Linked DNA regions of Zea mays: region 2 is linked to region 1. A link is a contact called in public Hi-C data. All regions are on one chromosome and are shown on one strand. Each heading gives the region's core, a stretch centred on a gene start, on an enhancer-like site or on the middle of the called end of the contact. The rest is flanking DNA. Distances are from core to core; before and after follow the strand shown. Region 1 holds the start of LOC103632707 (endoglucanase 22). Region 2 holds the start of LOC100193535 (Annexin D5).

Evidence for each region. A called contact is a pair of places that touch in the nucleus more often than the background predicts.
Region 2: a Hi-C map of bundle sheath shows a contact between it and region 1, with 3 times the contacts expected there. The contact joins the promoter of LOC100193535 here to the promoter of LOC103632707 in region 1. A contact is called at or near these places in 2 of 25 Hi-C or Micro-C datasets (bundle sheath and tassel).

The regions. Positions count from the first base shown.
Region 1 is chr7:111,338,880-111,341,579 of Zm-B73-REFERENCE-NAM-5.0, reverse strand. LOC103632707 (endoglucanase 22) reads left to right here and starts at 1,387. Exons shown (of 4, transcript XM_008654451.4): 1 at 1,387-2,064; 2 at 2,381-2,581; 3 at 2,687-2,700. The coding sequence starts at 1,576.
Region 2 is chr7:111,654,405-111,657,104 of Zm-B73-REFERENCE-NAM-5.0, reverse strand. It overlaps LOC100193535 (Annexin D5), which reads right to left and starts at 1,323. Exons shown (of 7, transcript NM_001138646.2): 1 at 1,152-1,323. The coding sequence starts at 1,227.

The DNA of each region.
Region 1 (2,700 bases), core at 138-2,637:
CCGGGCGGGCGGGCGGGCGGCTGGCAAATCTAAAGCGTGCTCGCCACTGGTCCTCCGGTGTGCAGCACTAGCTAGACGCACCGGCCGGCGGCCGCAAACGGAAGCGACGCCGACGCGGCGCGTGGCGGAGGCATGGAGAGGGACATGCATGCCAGTTATTAATGTGTCCCACTCCCATCGGACGCGCACCGGATGCATGGATCGCCAACGCTTGATTTCCTCGAGTCACCGCGTGCACGTACGCGCCGGCCGGGGCTCAAAACGTCGGCGGTTCATGCATACTGCCGCGCGCCCCGCCGAGAGACATGGACACGCACGGACGTCCCTGGTGGTCTGGTACTCTGGTTCTGGTATAGATGGATCGACCGGTAGTAGCTTCCGTTTGGCGAAAGAGCTAGCTCCGTTTGGTGAAAGAGTTGCTCGTTCTCGCTTCGCCACCCGTCCCACCGACGCCCGGCCCCCGGTAGGGTAAATAAGGACACGGCAAAGCTACAGGGTAGCGTCTACGCACAAGCGGTTGGTCATGTCGCCATAGTGGCCGCTGTTCCAGCCACTCTTTTCGTCCGCTTCTGCGCGTCCGCGTGCCCTTATTCGGTCGCATGCCTTTTTGACGCAACGACTCCAGAAACGGAAACGCAGTGGCAGTCAACATTGATCACTTGAGTGTAGGATGTCTCTCGGCGGCAAAACGGCACGCTTGCTGTCACGGCCCAGTAACGTCACGGAGTTCATCGGATCCGGCTGCGCGGCGCCGGTCCAGGCCCGCCGCCCCGCCGAGCAACGTCGTAGTACACAGCGATCGACGCATGCAGTCCATTCTCTCCGGCCGTACCCGCTCCGCAGTCCCCACCCGACGTCACCCGAGAATCATTCAAGTCTGGTCCCTCCCAAGGATTTCACAGCCAGCATTGAGCCGGTCAGGTCAAACCCACTGCGCTGCACCGCCTCGGCTCGGTCGTTCCGTCGCCCTTGCCACTCGCATTAATGCCGCCACCAACAAGCCGAAACTGTCAATCGATCGCCCACTCACCCATCACTTCATCAGGCAAGGCACCAGCGTAGCCCGTCGTCGATCGGCAGCTCGCCTGCCCAACCACCCGCCGCAGCCACTGTTCGAACTGAGAACCCAACCAGCCGGCGGGGCGACACGCCAAGTCCGCACCCCTGCCGGAGCACGCGTACATGTCGCGGGGCGGGCAGGAGAGGGTGCGCCGATCATTTCTCGCACACCTGGAAAGCGGAGAGCGCGAGAGAGCCCCCCGCAGGCAGATCGCCAGTGGCTGACCGCCCGCAGAGCGCAGACGCCCCCCCCCCCCCCCCCCCCCCCCCCCCCCCCCCCCCCACATCCGGCATCCGTCCTAGAGACGCAACGCAACAATAAAAGAGGACAGGACAGAGAGGAAACCCCGAACACCGAGAGCCCCTCCCGTCCCGTCCCAACCCAAGCACCGCGTCGAACAAAGCATCGACATACAGACAGCCAGACTGCGAGGGAAACCGGGTCCCCCAAAACCAAATACTCTGTGTGCGTACGCGCGGCAGTGAGCGACGAGGCGCGGTGCGCGCGCACTGGCCATGAGCCGGGGCCGCGCACGCCGGCCGGTTCCAGGCAGCGGCACCCGCGCCGGCGCGCTCGAGGTCCTCCTCCTCCTGGCGTCCGCCGTGCTGCTGGCAGCGTGCCCCGCCGCGGCCGTGGAGGCAGAGGCAGGGGACGAGGAGGCGGTGGACTACGGCGCTGCGCTGTCCAAGAGCCTGCTCTACTTCGAGGCGCAGCGGTCGGGGCGGCTGCCGCACAACCAGCGCGTGCCGTGGCGGGGCCACTCGGGCCTCACCGACGGGCTGCAGCAGGGCGTGGACCTGGTCGGCGGCTACTACGACGCCGGGGACCACGTCAAGTTCGGCCTGCCCATGGCCTTCACCGTCACCATGCTCTCCTGGGGCGCCATCGACTTCGCCGACGACGTCGCGGCCGCCGGCGAGTGGGGCCACGCGCTCGAGGCCATCAAGTGGGGCACCGACTACTTCGTCAAGGCGCACACCGAGCCATTCGTCTACTGGGCAGAGGTACATACAGCGTGCGTCTTTTCTTTCTTGGGGTTTCTTCCTCCTTCTATTCTCTACCTGCTGCTGCCACGTACGCTAGCTAGGCGCCTAGGCGTGCGTGCGTGCGTCGCCCCACTGCACCACACATGGATATGGAGTGGATGGATCGGGCCGAGCTGAAATTTACTGCTGCCTGACTGCCTGCCAGGCTCCAGCCAGCTGCTACTGCTAGGAAGCGACGCGATCGATGGATCCGTCGTCATCCATGCTTATATGTATGAATGAATGACGACGGCCAGGGCCAGGTCATTAACAGTCGCTCGCGCGTGGCTGACAGGTGGGCGACGGCGACACGGACCACTACTGCTGGCAGCGGCCGGAGGACATGACGACGTCGCGGCAGGCGTACCGCATCGACAAGGACAGCCCGGGCTCCGACCTGGCCGGCGAGACCGCCGCCGCGCTCGCCGCGGCCTCCATCGTCTTCCGCCGCTCCAACCCGCATTACTCCCACCTCCTCCTGCACCACGCCCAGCAGGTGGGTTGGTGGGTGGGTGGGTCATCATTGCATCATCACCCCTACCCTCTCCTGTATGTCACTCTGATGGATTGATACGTACACGTACGTGCTTACCTACGGCAGCTGTTCGAGTTCGG
Region 2 (2,700 bases), core at 74-2,573, 320 kb before region 1:
AACCAAACTCACTCTGAACAACAATTTTCAATTTTGTTGATGAAAAATATCAGATCATAAATTGTTTTGTGATAAAAATACAAGAAAAAAAACACATTGAATTAATAGTTACAGACCATCCCAAGAAACACATATAGAATTACAACATTTTAGTGATATAAAGTTACAAGTAATGGTCAAAGTCGCATATCTAAGCCATGAAAAGTCAGAAACACTAAATAAAAAAAGCAGAGGGATTATTAATAAGTTCCTGGAAGGCTAGAAGCAGTTGACCTGTCTTTTGGCCTTTTTATGGCAGTTGGTGCACAGCACTCTTAAGGTATTGTGAGCAAATTGGAATGTTTATGGAAAGGAAATGCGTAACAAAATAGAAATAAACCAAACAATAAAATAATTAACAAATGCATCAACTTGCATATCAGCTAACCACAGAATTCTTTAATCACACATGTTAGAGCATACAAAAGACCACCATACTTTCATTAAAAATAAATTCTAATATATATGTGTGTACCTTACAGTTATTATACATTTTCCTCAGTCACCGTATGTGAAACTTATAGTTACCCATGCATTTCCCTCGGTTCACTGTACACTAATTTAGTTATCAGGTACACATGTGGAATCTATAGCACCTACACCGTCCAGAATTGCAGGTGAGTTTCCCTTGTATTACTCCACTACATGCTTGACCCCAAATTATAGTCAGATAAAACAAAAGATGTCATAATCACCGTAATTTCCATCACTGTATCCAGATCAATCGCTACCCAATTACTGACCTAGCAACCACAGGAAATTTCCAATGGCCTATATAAGCCTCTAATAACAATAACCCTCCTCGACCACCTTCCCATCTGCAATCTGAACCCAGTCCAGCTAGCCCCCCCCCTGGAATAGGGAATTGTTGTAGCATCGTCTAGCTCCTCGACGCACCCCCCAAACTCGCATGCGCAGAAAATCAAGGTAACCGCCAGGCAACCAAATAGCAACGACGGTTTCCGGCCCCATAGAATAATCTCCTGTCCATTCAGCCACAGTATCTGACCGAAAACGAGAATCAAACAACAACGGCGCGGCTGACCCCGACGAATTGTGGGGCAGCCGTAATTTGGGCGAGAAGCCGAGGGGAAATTAGTGGCGTAGCGGACCTTTGAAGGCCTTTTGGAGGTCGATGGCGTCCTGCCGTGGGTTGGGGGGCGCCGGCGGCAGGGTGAGGCTCGCCATCGCCGGCAATCGCTGCGCGGGCGCGCTGCGCGCGATTCGATTCGATTTGGTCGGCTCGTGGAGGGAGATTAGCGAAATGGGTAGGTGCAATTCGTGGTGCGCGCTTTGCGGTAAAGTATGAGGAGGAGTAGGACGGAGATAGCAAGGAGCTAGCGTGGACCGCGTCTAGCCGTCCGAGACGTTACGTGGTGGTTTCAACGGGCGGCACAACACTGACCGGCCCCAGACCCTGCCTCGGCAGTCGCGGCCTCTCGGGTTGCCGCGTTTATAGTTGGAGGCAAACGTTTTGTGCATACCATGCTCTGCCGCTTTCCTCTCCCATCATTTCAGTTTCTCTGCTGTAAATTAATTTGTTAGAATGGATAGCTCTTTCAAAACAGGTCATGAACTTGTAAAATAGAGTTAGTCCAGTTAGAAATGTTTGTCAAAATAAGTCATATATTATTTTTAAATATTAAGCATCATTTGTGGTACTATACACGACCGAAAGATCCGACCTGAGGACCGGACGGTCCGGCCTTAAGCGTGGACGGTCAAGTTGGGAAGGTCCTTAAAATATTGCACAGGTAATAACTCGTAACGCCTACATGTTGCAAACATCGCAAGGTAAAGGCTTGCACAAGGTGTTGAATGGTTGTTTCCTAAAGCAATATCATCTTAATTTGTGGCAAGATGTTAAAACTGATGTTGTCACATCGAGTTGATTCCAGCCTGCACCAGTGCTTTTGGTTCGCTCAGTTTCTCCAAAAGGCAGGGATGCATGTGTTGAGCACCATTTGTGCCACTGGGCACAGCCGGACGGTTCGGCCCAGAGGACTGAACGGTCCGCAATTAGATCATATCAGGCGTAACTAATCCCTTTTCGCGCATGTTTATCCCTCTAAACCCGCGGTTGCTGTTGGGAGACGCTTAGGAACAGGTACATACCTCCTCCTATATATATGAAGGGGTACAGCCGATTGCGATGACCAACAATAGAACTACAATCAATATATCTTCCGTTCTTTACCTTTTGCCGTAGGAGTAGACAGTAACGTAGCTTCCTCTCTCTAATCTTCACCTATTTTCGGCTCTACGTCCTATAGAGACGTCTTGGGTAGCCTGCCGATCCCAACACAAACCCTAGAATCTCTCCTCCACGACGGGATTCCACCCAGGAGCGAGATCCAGGTGCTGTTGGCGAACGCCGCCGCCCCTGTGCACGCGCGGACCGTCCGGCTCGTCAGCAGGGAACTCTCACCTCTGCGCCAGGCCGCCGACCGTCTAGCCCTTGGTTGTAGACCGTCCGACCTGCTACAGCTGCCCCCAAGGTAAGTGAGACAAATGAAATCCAATCTCTTAAAGCTTACATAGACGAGCAGCGAGAACAAATGCAACACATCATAGGGTTATGCAAAATCATTATAAGAGGCTAGTGTGTGCATTCAATAAATCTATCGTCACAAATTTTCCATCGCACGAGGTTGAAACTAG